Linked DNA regions of Sus scrofa: region 2 is linked to region 1. The links are chromatin contacts, called in public Hi-C maps. All regions are on one chromosome and are shown on one strand. The core of a region is the stretch at or near the end of the contact, and the rest is flanking DNA. Distances in the headings are between cores, read along the strand shown. Region 1 has its middle 740 kb from the start of MYC. Region 2 has its middle 570 kb from the start of MYC.

Region 1 (4,228 bases), core at 1,302-3,801:
TCCCCAATACAATTTTTTTTCTACTATACAGCATGGTGACCCAGCTACACATACATGTATACATTCTTTTTTCTCACATTATCATGCTCCATCATAAGTGACTAGACATAGTTCCCAGAGCTACACAGCAAGATCTCATTGCTAATCCATTCAAAAGGCAATAGTCTGCATCTATTAACCCCAAGCTCCCAAACCACCCCACTCCCTTCCCCTCTCCCTTGGCAACCACAAGTCTATTTTCCAAGTCCATGATTTTCTTTTCTGTGGAAAGGTTCATTTGTGCTGTATATTAGATTGCAGATATAAGTGATATCATATGGTATTTGTCTTTCTCTTTCTGACTTACTTCACTCAGTACAAGAGTCTTTAGTTCCATCCATGTTGCTGCAAATGGCATTATGTCATTCTTTTTTATGGCTGAGTAGTATTCCATTGTGTATATATACCACATCTTCTGAATCCAATCATCTGTTCATGGACATTTTGGTTGTTTCCATGTCTTGGCTATTTTGAATAGTTCTGCAATGAACATGCAGGTGCATGTGTCTTTTTTAAGGAAAGTCTTGTCTGGATATATGCCCAAGAGTGGGATTGCTGGGTCACATGGTAGTTTTATGTATAGATTTCTAAGGTACATCCGTACTGTTCTCCATAGTGACTGTACCAGCTTACATTCCCACCAACAGTGCAGGAGGGTTCCCTTTTCTCCACACCCCCTCCAGCATTTGTTACTTGTGGACTTATGAATGATGGCCATTCTGACTGGTGTGAGGTGGTATCTCATGGTAATTTTGATTTGCATTTCTCTAATAATCAGGGATGTTGAGCATTTTTTCATGTGCTTGTTGGCCATCTGTATATCTTCTGTGGAGAACAGTCCATTCAGGTCTTTTGCCCATTTTTCCATTGGGTGGTTGGCTTTTTTGCTGTTGCGTTGTATAAGTTGCTTGTATATCCTGGAGATTAAACCCTTGTCCACTGCATCATTTGAAACTATTTTCTCTCATTCTGTAAGTTGTCTTTTGGTTTTCTTTTTGGTTTCCTTTGCTGTGCAAACTTTGTCAGTTTGATTAGGTCCCATTGGTTTATTTTCGCTTTTATTTCTGTTGTTTTGGGAGACTGACCTGAGAAAATATTCATGAGATTGATGTCAGAGAATGTTTTGCCTATGTTCTCTTCCAGGAGTTTGATGGTGTCTTGTCTTATATTTAAGTCTTTAAGCCATTTTGAGTATATTTTGGTGCATGGTGTGAGGGTGTGTTCTAGTTTCATTGATTTGCATGCAGCTGTCCAGCTTTCCCAGCAATACTTGCTGAAAAGACTGTCTTTTTCCCATTTTATGTTCTTGCCAAATGTTGATATTAAGAGTCAAAGAACATGGTTCTTGGAGGGAATGAAATAAGAGCCCTGAAGATGTAGTGTGGAGAGCAAGGGGGCCAGTGGAGAGAAATGAAGCCAGAGAAGGAGACCAAGGCAAGAACCTGACAGGACTCATAAATTATGTCAATCAAGGAGGATCATATCCTAAGAAAAAGTTTTAGAACCTATAGGGTTTTAGTCAATGGATTTGAATAATGCTATTATTACTAAAAAGAATAGATTGTAAGGACATGAAATGGGAAACTTGGTGACATATTAAGAGATGGCTTCTCTTATCCAGGTGGGAAAAATTAAACAATCTTGGAAATGATAGTGGCCTGATGGACCAAAAGATGAGGGTGAATTCATGAGGTTTTTAATGGGTAGAAATGACATAATTTGGTAATTAATTATGTATTTGAAGATTCACAAAGGAGAGTGTATTTATATGCTAGGGCTGCCACAACAAAAGACCACAGACTGAGAGACTTAACATATTTATTTCCTTGCAGTTCTGGAGGCTAGAAGTCAGAGATTAAGGCTTAGTACCTCTTGCAAGTATAATGTATTTTGAGATACCAATACTGTAGAAACACTCTTAGACTACAATTTCCATTCCTCCTAGCACCGTCTTTACTATAACAATCTCAAGATTGCCTAAGATTCAAGCATAATCCAAAAGAATTTGGAAATACAGTCCATTAATCCAGCTGAGGAAAATTTATAAAAGACTTCAAAGGTAATGAACATTACAAATATTACTTAAAGACCCTTTGTTTTTCAGAAAAATAAATTCTGTTGCTTCTCATCCAGCACATGTAAAGATCTCTTAAAGTTCTTTCTGGTGAGAACCAGAGAGTACCATTAAGGAAAATTGTCAAAGGAGGATGGAAATCCATCTTCAAAGGTTTTCAGTTCGTCAAACCCTCAAAATAGAGCTTGTTTTCTGCAGTACCCTCTCTTATTTTATATTGTAAATATTTCTTCAAAAGGGATCAGAAGGTTAAACACAGAAGGTGGGTTATTAATGACTTTCAGAGGACGTTGCCACTCCTTTCCGGGTCATTCGGTGAATGATCCCTATGCTTTTAGAATGCTATTTATTAAGAAGAAACACTCAGCTTGCACTCTGGTCAGAACATTTTGGTCTCACTGCATTGCTACCTCACTCTTTCATCAGTGGCTGTTTCCCTTTGGCTCTGTTCCAGTGCCAGAAGAACCATTGATCACCCGTGAGAGGAGGCCTTTGATAGGTGGCCAAGGCCAAGCAGAGGTTTGCCATGGATGATTTGGTTTTGAAGTAGTTTATGAATGAAGTAAAAAAATTTTTTTCTTCCACTTGATCTGCCTTTCAGTCTGTGAGTGGGAAGTTAAACAAGAAGGAAACGAGCAATTATAAATTTAATGAAAAATGCATATTTAGAAAGAATGTAATGTTTCTAACAGAATTGCTTATTGTACATACTGGATCCTCCCTCTCTTTCTAGCTTTATGTATGCTATGCTCAATCTGGAAACTCCATATCCAATGGTATAAAATTATTTGCAGTTTCCTTGGTAAGCTCTGCCATTTAATACCTCCATGCCTTTACATAAACTCTTTTTTTCTGAATGAATTACCTTTCCTGCTCTCCACTCCAGTCTGATCTCAGCGATAAAGCTTTTCCTTATTATCCTTTGGAAAATGAGACCAACAACTTCTTCCTTGTGGAAGATTCCTTTCTTTACTGGAATCATTCTTTCTTCTTGAGCTGGGCATACATATCCCTAGAGATATATGAAGATCTCAGGAGTGCACATGGGGAACCTGGCACGATTTTTCTTCACTAACTTTACTTAAATATTTTTAGAGGAAAAAAAAAGCTATGAATTTAGAACAAACAGTGATACCATTGTGTAGAATTTTAATTTTTAAAAAAATATATAAAATTAGAGTCTTTAAAAACTGTTTAATCTTGAGACTCTCTTTGTTTTGAATTCTGGTTTCGGATCCTTTGATGGAGGGAAACTTTCTCTTCAGTTTTGGTGGAAAAGCTTCAGAATCAGTGGCGGAAACTTCTGTGATTGTACACCTCACCCTGTACTTCATTCATTTGTTTCTATGTCTATGTTACTGGAAATTCCGGGGACACACTTAATAAAGGCATCAGTGTATCTTTAGGAGTCTGCATACTGAACAGGACCTATTGTCTCTCAAATTAAACCAAAATGAAGCAGATAGGACTTCTTTGTGCAGAGTAAAAAATAATGACATTGGATAACTTAGTTAATAAACCTGTTCTGTGAAGTGCTAAATGTGGATGCCGCCTAAGAACAAGAACAGACAAAGCTAGTTTATGCAACAGTCCATCACACTGAAGTCTCCATTAATCAATACTTCATTGACACAGATCTTCATAATGTAGGTCTCGGAATAACTTGTGAAGCATTAAATAGAGGTCAGATTTGATTAAATTTATTCATAAACTTTCAGCACTAGATATGGGCTTAGAAATTGTCTAGTTCAGCGATGGTAAATGTGCATATGTGTGGCCACTCACATTTTCCAAGATCCTGGCAGACATCATTAATCAATTATGAGACTACTGTTCACTGAGCCTGGCTACAGACGCAAAATTCCTCTTAACCCATTATTCTAGGCAGGCACGACTAGTCAATATAACTTTGCAAAGAAGGTGAAATCTTCGATTAAGTTTAAGCCTAAATCTAAAGAATAGGTGTGATAGGGATGTGGGAATGGGGTGAGATCTATCCCACTGGAGACACCACATTTGTTTTCCTTGTTTCCAAATATTAAAATAAAATTTTTCCTTTTTTTAAAACTAGGGTGAATGATCTTCTGTGAAGTGCTTCAACTCTTCTTAGAAAAT
Region 2 (4,278 bases), core at 607-3,106, 170 kb after region 1:
CCACAGCTTCTTCAGGATTTTCTAAATATATATTCAATAAATATATGTGGAAAGGGATAATGATTCTATTTTAATAGTTACCATTTTTGCTGCACTAGAGGGCCAAGCTTACCCTAAGGCACATTTTCTCTATCTCTGCACTGTTGACCTTCTGGACTAGACGGTTCTTTGTTGTGGGAGAATGTTCTGTGCATTGAAGAATGTTTAGCAAATGGCCGCAGCAAACTGCCCAGTCGTAACAATCAAAAATGTGTCTAATCATTGCCAGATGTCCCCAGAGACAGAACGGCCCCCAGTTAAGAACCACTGCTCTAGGGTAAGCACTGCTCTATAGTATCATGTATAATCCTCGGTAGGGCATCAGGCACATACTATAATTATTTCCATTTTATAGAAGGGTACACTGAGGTCAGAAAGTTATGTGATTATCCCTGGTCCCTCGGGAAGAAAATCAGATCTGTCTGACTCTGAAGTCTAGGTTCTTGCTCCGATGCCATTAATTTCTACTTTTTATTTCAAAATGTCCCCTATCCAGCTAGATAGCATGGGCCCAATAACCAGTTCTCTGAAGTTCCGGGCAAAACCCCAGCCGCACACCTCTGGCACCACCGAGGACCAGCTGATTCAGCAAGGGGGCCTGGCTTGATTCTTGACCTGCTTTAGGCTGACTCCAGCAGGGAAGGCATTGATTCGCTCAAAATTAGCAGGCGCCTCTGTTCCCTGCCCTGCTGTTTGCTTATAGAGGGAACTGAAGCCTAATCTGGATCGGCGCCTGACTCCGGGCCGCGTGCCAGGCCTGGCGCGGGAACACTGGCACACACGCTCTCACCTGGTGTGCGGTCCCTTGCGGAACTCATCCTCAGCTGCAGCTGCTGCAGGTGCCTGAGAGATGCGGCACATCCAGCGTCCATCCTGCCACTGAAACGCCTCTATTGCGGGTGCAGGCTTGTCCTTACAGCCTTCTTTTCGGTCCTTTCACTCGGTGCCATTATGACTTCGGGCCCCCGCCCCTCCCACCACCTACCATCCCCCATCTCCCCCGAACGTCCTATCTTTCAGGGGAAGACAAATGGGCAATTAGGAAATGAAGGGTAGAACAGAGCAGAGACACAAAAAGAGAACCATGATTCTCCTTGGAGGCATGGTAATGTCAGGGAGACTTCACAGAGGAGGTAACATGCCAGAATTTTCCAAGAAGAACATGTGGGAAGAAGACTTCTGAGCAGGAGAGGCCAGTTTTGATTTTGTTTGTTTGTTTGCTTTGTAGGGCTGCACCCTGGCAGCATATGGAATTTCCCAGGCTAGGGTTCAAACCAGAGCGGCAGTTGCCAGCCTACACCACAGCCACAGCCACAGCCACATCCACACAGGATGCAAGCCACATCTGTGACCTACACCCACAGCTCACAGCAACGCTGGATCCTTAACTCACTGAGCGCGGTCAGGGATCGAACCCTCAACCTCACCGATACTAGTGGGTTTGTTATCACTGAGCCACATGGGAACTCCAGGAGAGAATATTTTAGGCAGAGGGGATGTCATGTGAAAAAACGGAGATGCTCTAAATGGTGCAGCCACCCCAGTGCCCCCCGGATGACGAGAGCTCGAATGATGAAGAGGAAAGACCGGGGCTTGAAGACAGGGAGCTGGACTATTCCTTGTCTATAAAGGGAAGAGCAGGTCTTTAAGGAAAGGCATGAAAAGTTGGATTTGTACTTTACAAAGAGGACTCGGTCTCCTCTGAGCAGTATGGTGTGGGGAGGGTTGAACCAAATGCAAGGGACCGATGGAAACCCAGGAGGAATGTGTTCAAACCACTTGCAGTTTAATCATTCAACAAATATTAATCTAGGACCCGCCCTGGCTGCCAGTCCCTTGGCTAGACAGCCAAGACGGAGTGGTGAACAAGGCTGACATTGTCCCAGCACACGCTGATCTCCCGTTCCAAGAAGGGTGACAGGTACCAAACAATAGGCACAATTAATCACACAGTCAGAGGGAGGCATTCTAGGAAGGAAGGGTTTAGTGGCCTATGAAAGTGGACCGCACCAGACTCGGACACAGTCTGAGGGTGGCCGTCGTTGGGGGTGGGGGCACTTTCTCTTTTGTGTTACAAAGTCAATCCCCCAACAACCTGGTGTGTTAGGCAAGATTAGTCATCATTTTACAGAAACAAAGGCTTAGGGCAGGGAGTCAACCCTCTTCCTTGAGGCACGGTTCCTGGCTTCTGAGGAGCATAGGGCAAGGTTGGGAAGCAGGAGCACGATTCCAGATACGACCTCATCCCTCTGCCTGGTCATGCCAGATGTGTGACCTGTAGGACTCGGGTTTTATCGCAGAGTTTAAAGACTCTCCTCCTCTCCCTCCCTCCCTCTCCTCTCTCTCTCTCTCTCTCTCTCTCTCTCTCTCTCTCACTCTCTCTCTCCTCTCTCTCTCTCTCCCTTTGTCTCTCTCTCCCTCCAGGCTAAACTGGTTTGTTGAACCGTGTGGACAGAGCCAGCCAGTGGGGTGACATTGTGTCAGAGATGGAAGCTTTCTGTCTCTTGCATCAGAAAAGCAGAGAGTGCCTCTCTGGCAGTTGGCAACAGATACAAAAGCAGCTTGCCCTGAAGATGACTCAGCTCTGGGCCTCTCAGCAAGGCTCTACCAACAGCTATTTAAAAAAAAAAAAAAAAAAGATGAAGCAGCTTCAAGGAGACCTCAAACCGATCCCACAGCAAGCCGCTTCCCATCAGGAAGGTGGTAGGCAGACAGTGCTGACACTTCCATGAGCAAAATGGCAGAGTGTGGCCAAGGACTTGAGCAGAAGGCCTGCTGGTCCGGCAGGTCTGTGTGTTCTGATCCAGTGTGGCATTTGTCTCTGTCACCTGGAAGCTGGCCTTGGGAGCAGGCTTGTGACTGGCTGACTCATTCTGCATGGCCCCAAACCAGCTAGATAAGAGGAGGGGCGCCCATAAATGCAAAAATATCTTTCAAGCACCTGTGATGGGAGCTCTCAGGCCCCACGGAGGTGGTACAGACCTGGGACCCAGCTGGCTGAACTTGGAAGCCCAGCCGCACACCTCAACAGCCGTGCGGCTAAAACCTCTCTGTGCCCCAGTGCCCAGAGATGTGGCAGGAGGAGAAGAAGATGGAACACATTGTCTTTGGGGCCTTTTCTACCAGCCAGGTGCTTCACTTATCTCATCTGGTTTGTTCCTGGTTCTCACCATAGAAAAACCACTTAACAGACGATTGTAGCTTCTCCCTCCCAAGGTGTCTATGAGAATCAATGAGATAATAAAGATGAAGTGCTTAGCACCCCGAATCCATGAAGTGTGTATTGTCATAGGTATTATTACCACAGTTACCCCCATTGTATAGATGAAAAGCCTGAGTCTAGGATGCCATATGGTAGGTATTCTAATCCAGTTCTGTCTGGTTCCAAAGCTCCTAGTCTATCCAAATAGCACTTTCCTGCTTCTTGCCTCTTCCTGACGGGTTGGCTAAAATCCACTGAAAAATGAGTACAAGAGGGGAAAAAAAATTAGTCAAATGTTTCTTGAACAAATAATTTAACGAGATTAAAATCATTAAGAAACTGCTAATAAGTCAAAGCCATGCATTAATAATGTAAAACCATTTCATAAATATTTATCGAGGGCTATTTATGTGCTAGTCATTGTTCTGCTATGGGGGATAAAAAGGAATTAGAGAAGAATTCTGCCTGACTACCATTTACAGCCTAGTAAACGTGCAGAAATGATGCTAGTGACAGTAGGAATAACTAATAATAATAACAATAATAATAAAATAATGCACGAGCCTTTGTTGATATTCGCTGTCGTCCAGACACAGTGGTCAGCATCCTGCAGGCATCACCCCTTTAGCATTTTAAGCAATCCTCTGTGATAGGAACAATCACTTCAGTTTTATGGAGGAGAGACCAGAACTCAGAGAGGTTATGTAACGGGACCAAAATTATATAATTTGGAAGGGAGACAAAACCAGAGGCAAACCCAGGTCTGTCTGACCCCGATTCGCCCTCCTAACCACTGTCCTACACTTCCTCGCTCTCTTGAACCAGACTCTCTACTTACAACTGTAAAAAACAGACTGACTAAAGGGCTTTAAAAAAGGCAGAAATACGCCGACTAGCACTTATAGTGAGCCACACCAGATCGAGTCACATGACCTCTCTTTTGACCTGCCGGTTTCCCATTTTGATGCACACTCATCATTTCTGCTGCCTCTGGTCCTCCTGTGTGAAGAAAATGCAAATCCTAGAGCAGTTTACAG

Evidence for each region. Hi-C and Micro-C count contacts between places; a contact is called where the count stands out from the background.
Region 2: a Hi-C map of liver shows a contact between it and region 1, with 5 times the contacts expected there. The contact joins two enhancer-like sites. A contact is called at or near these places in 1 of 5 promoter capture datasets (liver) and 6 of 47 Hi-C or Micro-C datasets (fibroblasts, liver and skeletal muscle).

The regions. Positions count from the first base shown.
Region 1 is chr4:11,718,945-11,723,172 of Sscrofa11.1, forward strand. No RefSeq gene overlaps it. Among named protein-coding and RNA genes, the nearest start is that of MYC, 740 kb to the right of the region's middle. Within about 2 kb of position 2,552, at least 2 of the 83 cell types and tissues checked have an H3K27ac peak or open chromatin away from gene starts, as enhancers often do. A contact at or near this core is called in liver, where this site is marked.
Region 2 is chr4:11,892,940-11,897,217 of Sscrofa11.1, forward strand. No RefSeq gene overlaps it. Among named protein-coding and RNA genes, the nearest start is that of MYC, 570 kb to the right of the region's middle. Within about 2 kb of position 1,857, at least 28 of the 83 cell types and tissues checked have an H3K27ac peak or open chromatin away from gene starts, as enhancers often do. A contact at or near this core is called in liver, where this site is marked.